3 separate regions of the Mus musculus genome follow, and regions 1 and 2 are each linked to region 3. A link is a contact called in public Hi-C and HiChIP or PLAC-seq data. All regions are on one chromosome and are shown on one strand. The core of a region is the stretch at or near the end of the contact, and the rest is flanking DNA. Distances in the headings are between cores, read along the strand shown. Region 1 has its middle 13 kb from the start of A330076C08Rik. Region 2 has its middle 32 kb from the start of Gm29676. Region 3 overlaps Jarid2 (jumonji, AT rich interactive domain 2).

What was found. Hi-C and Micro-C count contacts between places; a contact is called where the count stands out from the background. HiChIP or PLAC-seq counts read pairs in DNA pulled down with a chosen protein or histone mark.
Region 1: a contact with region 3 is called in an H3K27ac HiChIP or PLAC-seq map of heart atrium, with 6 times the contacts expected there. The contact joins two enhancer-like sites. A contact is called at or near these places in 4 of 484 Hi-C or Micro-C datasets (bone marrow-derived macrophages, embryonic somatosensory cortex, liver and 1 more), 3 of 115 datasets of contacts at active chromatin or transcription factors (craniofacial prominence, embryonic stem cells and heart atrium) and 1 of 9 other capture datasets (embryonic stem cells).
Region 2: a Hi-C map of bone marrow-derived macrophages shows a contact between it and region 3, with 15 read pairs. The contact joins two enhancer-like sites. A contact is called at or near these places in 2 of 39 promoter capture datasets (the HPC-7 cell line and hippocampal neurons), 1 of 15 datasets of contacts at CTCF or cohesin (large pre-B cells), 4 of 484 Hi-C or Micro-C datasets (B cells, adipose-derived mesenchymal stem cells, bone marrow-derived macrophages and 1 more), 3 of 115 datasets of contacts at active chromatin or transcription factors (bone marrow-derived macrophages, cardiomyocytes and microglia) and 1 of 9 other capture datasets (embryonic stem cells).

What each region holds. Positions count from the first base shown.
Region 1 is chr13:44,227,383-44,230,739 of GRCm38.p6, reverse strand. No RefSeq gene overlaps it. Among named protein-coding and RNA genes, the nearest start is that of A330076C08Rik, 13 kb to the right of the region's middle. Within about 2 kb of position 1,874, at least 65 of the 459 cell types and tissues checked have an H3K27ac peak or open chromatin away from gene starts, as enhancers often do. A contact at or near this core is called in heart atrium, where this site is marked.
Region 2 is chr13:44,290,880-44,294,236 of GRCm38.p6, reverse strand. No RefSeq gene overlaps it. Among named protein-coding and RNA genes, the nearest start is that of Gm29676, 32 kb to the right of the region's middle. Within about 2 kb of position 1,341, at least 50 of the 459 cell types and tissues checked have an H3K27ac peak or open chromatin away from gene starts, as enhancers often do. A contact at or near this core is called in bone marrow-derived macrophages, where this site is marked.
Region 3 is chr13:44,818,499-44,821,443 of GRCm38.p6, reverse strand. All of the region lies in intron 1 of Jarid2 (jumonji, AT rich interactive domain 2), which reads right to left. Among named protein-coding and RNA genes, the nearest start is that of Jarid2, 89 kb to the right of the region's middle. Within about 2 kb of position 1,628, at least 49 of the 459 cell types and tissues checked have an H3K27ac peak or open chromatin away from gene starts, as enhancers often do. A contact at or near this core is called in bone marrow-derived macrophages and heart atrium, where this site is marked.

The DNA.
Region 1 (3,357 bases), core at 625-3,124, 590 kb after region 3:
TGGGGAAAGTACCTGTCTCCTAAGCACGAAGAGCCGAACCTAATCCCAGCACCCACGGTAAAGATAGGCATGTACCTGTAGTCCCAGCACTGGGGAGCAGAGACAGGGAGATCCCTGGGCTCATTGGCCACTGGCCGCTGTTATAGACCAGCGAGAGATCCTGTCTCAAAACAGAAACAAAACAAACAAAACCCATCTTGACATCTTGACAGCTTCCAAGAGGATCTTCTACTCTTTATATGAGTATGCACTTATTTGTGCACATGTACCCCTCCCCACACTCACACACATACACACACACACACACATACTCACATACACACACTCACATACACACGCTCACATATATATACACATACACTCACACACACATACACACATATACTTACACATACACTCACATACATACAGACACATACATACACTCACATACATACACACTTACACGTATACTCACATACACACACACTCAAATACATGCAACACATACACACATACACTCGCATGCACACAGACTCACACATATACACTCACACACACACTCACACACTCACATACATACACACATTCACACACAATTCATACACACACTCACTCACACATACTCATGCACATACATTCACACACACACACTCACACACATTCACTCACATACTCGCACACTCACATATACACACATACATACACACACATACATACACTCACATACACACACAATTCACACACATACACACACACATTCACATACATACACTCACACACACTCTCCCACACACACCCCACACACTCAAAGAACACACATGGGGAGAATGCAATACAGCAAACAAGAGAGAGCACCTAGAGAGAAGACATGCCCATGAGGACACTGAGGGGCAGTACAGGTGACCCTGGCAAAGTCAACACTGACAGCACTAGAGAATAGGAGATGGTGCTGGCTGCTCCCATAAACTGCCGGCCCTTGGAGGGTGCTAGTCACAGGCAGGTATGGTTCTGAGGGCTTTAAAGGAAGTAAACCAGCCGATACTTGTGATGAACATGGAGCCCTGGATGCAGAAGTTTAGTTTGTCCCAGCTCTTCTGGCATCAGGACCTTGTGACACTAGACAGGTGACAAAGCCTGTGTGTATTTTAAGGTCCTGAGTAACTCAGGATGTGTGTTAATATCAGCTGATCTAGAGAAAGGACCTCAGACTCTGGAGACCTCAACCTAGATGACAACTCAGCAGGAGCACCAGGCTCACATCCCTCCACCCACACACCCATCCTTCTATGTCTCAGATCCTACGTGAAGCCCTTGCGTTGCCCAACACTCCAGCCTGGCCCTCATTCCCTTCTCTCTCCCTCTGGCTCTCACGTCATTAACAAAACTCCCCAGACCCTTGCAAATCCCCTAAAGCAGGACTGTCCCAGGAGACAAATGGTGGATTTAATAAGCTTCCCCTTAAATGGCCTCAATCCCTTCCAGTTGATTAGGAGGAGAAAACACCGGACTGCAGGACAGTTCCCGGGCAGGAGGTGAGGGAGGGAGAATAAAGAATGTCTCCCAGCTCCCGGGCCTCGGGGACCAAATTAAGAAAGCAGGCACCACTTACTCAAAATCAGATGAATGTCAGCGGAATGTTTGTCAAACAAACTTGTCATTATTTGTCACAATTTGAGGACGTATCCGTCAGTCGTCACACTGGAGCGTGTAACAGCTATTTATAGCTGCCAGCCGAGAGTTTTAACTCATGCAGGGCCAAGGCTCCACAGTATAAACAGATTTATTTATAATGATTGCGCAGCTATAAATAGTTTGGTTTGGGGAGCGTCGAAGAACAGCTCTGGAATGTTCTGCCAGTGCCAGCGGCAGGAAGGCTGACAGCGGGAGATGAACCCTGCTTTTTGTTTTGTTTTCTTCTTCTTCTTTGGAGACTCTTTATGTATGTCCTTGGTCACACCCTTCCTCAATGTCTCTTCTGGAAGGGGAGTGGTGTTCCTCTGCATTCCCAGGAGATGGTAGAAGTTACTCACTTAATTAACATCTGCCCCAAGATCCTCCCTTGAAAGGGAGTCCAGGCCGGGGCTTCGCCTCCTTTGTGCCTATTCGTGGACAATGAACTAATTACAGTCTCTTTTCTCCCGCAGGGTTGGGGGGGGGTGTTATCCTGTTATTCCAGCGAGAAGGCAACTCTCCAAAGGCTTGTTTATAGCTTCAGATTTAATTTGAATGGCTGTGTCCTCTCTTCCAAAATAAGAGGTTATCAGAAATGAACTAGTTTCTCATGTCAGCAGGACCCCAGCTGAGGATTAAAGAGTAGGGGTGGGGGGAGGTGCTGAGGAGAGGGACGGGAACACGCATGTATAAACTGTACATGGAAAACACATAGTTGCATCAGTGTAAAATCCGATCATTATAACATTTGGCACAGGGGCAATAGCGATCCACTAGCCAGCCTGCACCCCTGCCCTCAAGAGCACATACCTATTTATCACATTGAAATGTCTGCTGTCATACCTCTTTCTAATGCCATCTGCCAAAGTCATCCGCTCAGTTTTCATGCGGCTGGCCTCAATCTTATTTTGCATACACACACACACACACACACACATATACATACATAAAGAAAAGGTGTGTCCTGGAAAAAAATTTATTGGATCTTAATTTGCAAGATTAGTTCTGGTTCATTTTATGGCTGTAATTTAATACTCATAATGATTTTCTGACACATATGTTTTAGCAGCAAGCTCTCCCTCCTATTCATCTTTCATTTCGATACAGCTCTAAAGTAGATTAGGCTGGATGGTACGCGTCAGGGAGTGTGGCACCCCGAGAGAAACTGGCATCAAACTGCTGCGGCTGCTCCAAGCTGGCAACAAGGCTCAGCTGGGCACAGGGGATGGGATGGCAGAAGCAAGAAGCCCAACTTCGAGAGCCATCATTATCAGCTATATCATCATCATCATTACCATCACTAGTGTAATTCTTTGAGGACGGCTGTAAGTCAGGCCCTATGTAATCAAAAGCCGCTGAGTACCTCTGCAGGTAGTATAGCTTATGGGTACAAACCGATAGTTTAGTTCTCTGGATGTCAAAGAGGGGGAAGGCTCTGGAAGGTTCTGCCAAAGCCAGTGACAGGGCAGGTAGACATCAGTAGCAGAGAGATGAATCCTGTGAGTCTTTGTCCTTTCCCTGGAGTCCTCAATGCTGCAGGACCCTAGGTGTGGAGGCCCACGTTTGGCGAAGGCAGGTTTCCTTTGACAGTCTCTCTGGGAACCTAAGTTATACATTTGCAAGAATGTACACATGACTATGTAACTTGATAAAAGTGACTTAAACTGAAAGTTGAGAGAGATTTGGGGAGTGCGGAGCTCATCC
Region 2 (3,357 bases), core at 92-2,591, 530 kb after region 3:
TATAAATCCCCGAGGGGTCCTCCACTGAGATTTAATTTAATTTTTAAGTCTTGGCAAATGGGATGCTGTATGTTTGGGTAGACTCGCATCGTTTAAAAGGTTCTTGCAGTTTAGATCTTGCGTGTAATTTGTTACATTAGCTCTGGGCAAAAATATTTGCTTTTTGGTCCTTTGTGGTTTGGGTTCCTCCTCAATACTGACCTGGCATGCTAGAGAAGGCAGAGCTGTGGAAACGAGCCATGGGGAAGGGGAGGGAGGTGTCGGCGAGCCCGTGCAGTAAAGCTTGTTGCTAATGGCAGCTTGGTAGACTGTAGGAGCGGGCACGTGATTTTCCTGGCTCGCTTGACAGTTCTTGTGTATTTTGGATCTTACCCTGTTGAGAGCAGGAAACCGAAGCAGCTTGGATGAGGCCCTTTAAACTCAAATGGAAGTTGGGAAAATGTTCCTCCCAATACATTAGATTAAGTGAGAGTGGGGATTTTGTTGTTGTTTAAAGTGAAATTCACCCTGTTTTTATGAGTCCTGACAATATAAAGGTTGGCTGTCTTTAACATGAACAGACCCACAATGAGTTATTCTAATTGAGAATTTGGCTATCTTCTTGGATTCTAAACCTGTGAGCACTGGGTAATATTCCACCACTAAGGGCTTACTCCTATATCTGTGGAGACAAGAATGAGGCAGATACCATGCCCCATTTTATTAGAGCAATTACAGAAAAAAAAATCCAGTCCTTCTCCATCATTCATAGTCCAATAATGGAAAATTCTAGAAAGAACTAAAAAAATTTTTTTTTTATTTCACATTGATAGGGATCATATTCTGGGTCTAGTGAATGCCAGGCATTCAACCCCAGATCTATACCCCCCAGGATCAACTTGTAAGCTTTTTCTCCTCTCCTCTCCTCTCCTCTCCTCTCCTCTCCTCTCCTCTCCTCTCCTCTCCTCTCCTCTCCTCTCCTCTCCTCTCCTCTCCTCTCCTCTCCTCCCCTCCCCTCCCCTCCCCTCCCCTCCTCTCCCCTCCCCTTTCCTCCTCTCCTCCTTTTCTTCTTCCTCCTCCTCCTTCTCTCTCTTTCTCTCTCTCCCTCTCTCTTTCTTTTTCTCTTTGAGACAGGGTTTCTCTGCGTTGCTCTAGCTGTCCTGGAACTTGCTCTGTGGAACAGGCTGGCCTTGAACTCAGAGCTTCTCCTGCCTCAGCCTCTCAGTGCTGGGATTAAAGGTATGCACCATGCCCGGCTCAATTCATCAGCTTTGTATTGTGCATTTATTGAGCAGCATAACAAAAATCCCACGTGTCCTGCCTGAGACAGGAAGTCTCCTTTGCTCAGTGTACCCTCTCTGTGTGAGCTTCCTGCCTGATTGCCATTGGGTAGCTGCCTCTGTTCTCACATTCACACTCTAGGTGCTGCAGAGCCTGAGCTCAAATGAGTCTTATTTTACTTAATAATGTTCCCAGAGCACAAGCTAGGGATGTCGGTAATTCAGATATGTCAGCGTTTCCTTCAAGAGAAACTGAAAGTACAGGAAAATAGTTTGAGAAAGATGAGGTCACTGAGACCCAAGGTCACATTGGATGCATGTGACAAATGTAACGTTTCTTCCTGTGGTGATTCTTGCAGGGGTATCTGGGTATTCTGGGCATTGCCTTGAGGTTAAATAGTAGCCACAGTGATTTTAGACCTGCTCCTTTCTACGGCACAGCATCAGCCTCAGAACAACAGCACAGAATGTTTTATAGCCAGCTTTGATCCATAACTGTAGAGGAAAGGGGAAGCTAAAATACTCCTTGCTAGCTGTCACTCAGAGAGCCAATGTGGTCCTTGTGAGCAGGCAGATCCTCTGCAGGGACATACCTCTGCCTTGGGCCCTGGTAGCAAAACCTTCTCTTCTTGTTATCTCACCCTAGGTGACATAGTGGCTTCTTGGCATTGCTTATCTATGGGTCGGTTTGAGTTCCATAAGGGTTTATACAACTCAAAACTGTATGCCTCTACGATATATATGTGTATGTGTGCTTTGATATGCGTGTTAACTGTGCATTGATAAATCTAGCTAACTAATAGATGTATGACCTCACGTGCTAAGGGTTTCGATAGCTTGTGTCTAATATTTTTCAATACCTCTGCAGCACCATGCCATGTATGAGATACTGGCTTGTCCAGCCAGAAGACTCCTCAGGTACAGCTCCGTCCCTTATTTTTACTGATTAATTAATTAATTAGTTCCTGAAGTGGGTACTGACTTTTCCAAAGTCAACAAGTTTCTGGTGGGGAGGGCAGACAGAGGAGACATTTCACAGATGTGTGCAGATAAGTACTATAGCACCTTATCTACTGTATCATATGACACCGATTGGATACATAAAAATTGAAGTATTGATTTCCCAGTGAGCCTTCTCATTGCTGGGCCTTCGTCTTCAAGCAGACATTTTATATTGAGTGGACAGAAACGTTAATTAAGTAATGCAACTCATGTTTATTGATTGTTACTAAGGGCAAGGCTCAATGCTGTGTGCTCTGGGAAGGACACACATGGATAGAGAATGAGCCGTGTTCTCAGGACCTTCTCTCTCAAGGAAGAAATTGGAAGTATTTTATCAAGGATTCTGTGCATGTCAAGTTTTCTGTGATTACACAGAACACTGCGGTCTCCACGTGATGCATGTAAGTAGTGTGTACCTCACACATGGAAAAGCAGAAAGCAGCTTCTATAGGCAGAGTTAGAGGAAATCCCACAGAGTGAGTGGCATTTCATTGACCTGAAACGAGCAGATATTTGGCCACCTTTACCTGGTAGGAAAGAGTTAGGATCAAAGGTGAGGAAGGACACAGTGAGTGGCTGAGAGGGACTGGAAAGCTGTTTGGTCAGATGTGGAGAAATCAATTTGGGTAACTGTGAGACATCACCGTTAATGGACTCTAACATGTGGACTGTTTGAATATGAAATGTCCTCCAAAGTCTCACGCTCGGAACACTCGGCCTCACCTGCTGACGTTATTCTGGGAGACGTTGGGAAACTTTTGCGGCTCGGAGGTAGATCCAGATGCAAAGAGCTAGAAACACACCTGACCGTCTGGATCGATCGTCTGGAGACGATCCAGGGTCTGGCACATGCTGGGCAAGTGTTTACCATGGAGCTATCCATAGCTGCCTTCCTTTTTCACTTTTCGTCTTGAGGCAGGGTCTCGCTAAGGTGCTCTGAAGTCTATGTTGATTGAAGTCTAGGCTAGCCTTGAACTCATTCTGTAGTCCAAACTGACCCAGAGTCCTTAGCCCTCCCGCCTCTGCCTTCCAAGTAGCTGGAATTATCGGCCTGTTCCACCATGCCAAGCTTCAGACACCCCGACCTCCTAGTTCC
Region 3 (2,945 bases), core at 379-2,878:
CCTAAATGAAAGAAAGAGAAAATCTTTATCTGAATGTAGGCATGGACATAATTTGCCAGTCATAGAAAAACATTACACATGTGTTGCTCATGCACAACCATATGTGTATAGGTTCCTGCTTTTCTCTATCTTCCAAGAGTCTCATGCCCTAAACCCTTTGTAAATCTAGCTCTCCCTCCCCACAGATAGAAAGTTAGTTCAATAGTGAAAAGAAATTCCTCATACCCAAGCAACAGGTTCGCTATGATTTCTTTTCTTTAGCTACTTATTTGACAACCTTTGGAACAATCCTAAAATATTATTTTTTTAAATGGATGGGGAGACAATTGGTCAGGAAGCAAATTTGATATTTAGGCAAAATACTTTTGACAGAAATTACAATGCAAAATCCTCACTTGGTTCAAGTTCCAAAACAAGAATCTCAGGAAGTTGGTGGACACACTGGACTAGGGAGACAGCTCAGCAATTAGATGTCATTTGCCACAACCTACAAAGATGGGAGGGAGAACCAAATCCACACAGAACCAAATCTTGCAGACCATGTACAGATGACCTTCATGGAGACTCAGACTATGAAAATGCTACTGTCTGCATTGATACCAAGGTCTCCTAAGTGCTCACTGATAGCCAGGCGCCCTCAATGTACTTCATGAACTAATTGTGACTTCTTTGCTCAGCTGACAGTGCTGGCGTGACAAATCTGAAAAAGCAGGATGGCCAGCCATTTCCTCCTCCTAGGGTAATATTTCAGGTACCAGCAGTTAAATCATTGTACAAGACAATGATATCCTGTTCCAACAACAGTTTAAAACATGAAGAAGCTGGGCATGGTTGCGCACGACTTTAATCCCAGCACTCAGGAGGCAGGAGCAGGCGGATTTCTGAATTCAGGGCCAGCCTGGTCTACAAAGTAAGTTCTAGGACAGCCAGGTCTATATAGAGAAACCCTGTCTCGAAAAAAACAAAAACCAAAAAAACAAAAACAAAACAAACAAACAAACAAAACAATGAAGAAAGTATCAAACAGTAAAAATGGGGGCTGAAAAGAGTCAAAGTACAGGCTGCACTTCCAGAGGACCCAGGTTTGTTTCCAAGAAACAGTATGGTGGTTCGCTGTAGTTCCAAAGATTTGAAACCCTCTACTGGACCTTCTGGATTTGCTGGCACTATACACACAAGTGGTGCGTGCACCAATCAAACACCCATATACATAACTCACACAATAATAAATAATATTACATAATAATCCACTTAAAATAAAGTGGAACTAACCAGTGCTTCTTGATAGAGACTAAGCATTTCCCTGGCAGTGAAAGGCAGAGGGATGAAAGGCACTGCCAGAGAAAGGCTGCAGAGAGGGCATAACTTCAACTTGGGACATGGCCACTTCTGTCACTTTGACACTGGGAAAAGTTTCCTTCCGCAGAATCCTCTCAGATCAATTCAATGCTAATCCATGCTTTAAAACTCTTTTCTAAAACATCCCCAAAAAAAAAAAAAAAAAAAAAACCTGGTAAAATAATTCATGGCCAGAAGCCAAAAAAGCATCCAGGAAACTTTCTAAGAGGGGGTGTACCCTCTGAATTTGATTTTAAAATAAAAACATGAAAAGGTTTTCTCAGAACCCTTTCTTGGGATAAAGAAATGAGCCTGAAAACACTAATACAAGGAGTTTACTCCCTAAATAAATGTGGCTTTACTTTGATCACTGCCCTTTTTTTAAAGTTACAGTTGAAATTGGATTAGGAACTTCTGCTGAAAACGATTTATTTCATAACACAGCTCTGACAGACTGAACCTCAGGCCACCAGCTGTGCTTTTATAAAAAACTGCTGGGTAGCTGCCAAGTCAGCTCTTTTGCGTCTGAACATGTCAGACATCCGTTGTCAAGTAGGTAGTGGCATGGCAGGAAGATATCTACACATTTTGCCATGACGGGGTACATTCAGGACAGAGTAGTCAGAACTAATCCCTCCTACATCTCTTATCCTACCATATTTAAAGATGCCAGATCTACAGCAGGATTATCTGAACTCACACAATGTACAACGCAACAATTAAAGCACTCACACAAAATTAAATAATGACTTAGCTATAAAGTTCCATCATAGGAACTTGTTCTAGACAGTACTGTGTACGACACTGGTTAAGATTTCAAGTGACCATATGAGCTATTTGATAATGCATTTTATTACATCATACTCGGTGCCCATTCACATAACCATCCTGCAAGTGATTCCAACCCTGCCTGCTACACATGGCCTTCCCATCATTCAGAGAAGGTATATATATAGCATTCTGTGCAGATGCTCCTAAACCCACCACAGGATTATGCCACTGTTAAACCCATAGTAATTTAAAAACAGTGAAGTACAAAATACACTGAGACATACAGTTATGTTGTCAAACACTGTGCAGTTCCAACTGGAGTAAAAAGAAAATAATAGAACATACTTCTGAGGAAGAGATCTAAAAACATATTTCACAATATTATGGCTTCTACTAATATATACTACTTTCACATACCATGAAGGAAACCAGTGCAATGTCAGGGCCAAGCGTATAAGACAATGCAGTTTACAGTGCAATGTATGTATGCATGCATGCATGTATGCACCCATGTGCGTATGCATGACCACGCACATACCAACACACACACAATAGTATATTTGTGTATAATATAAAAATATATAATATTTTATATGCTTTTAAATTACTTTCCAGAAATCAAGGCTATAAACGAAGACACTGGAGACTGAGGCCACTCAAAGCCATTTGACTGTGATTCTCTCTTGCCTCTACTTCACTCAAAAACCCTGGCTTGTGAAATACACTCCTTCCCACGGAACATTACTGAGTTTCTTTACAAGCTCAATCACTATCCAGCTGGCTTATCGGCTCAGCAGTAAACCAACAAAAATTAGCATCAGCACATACACACCTCT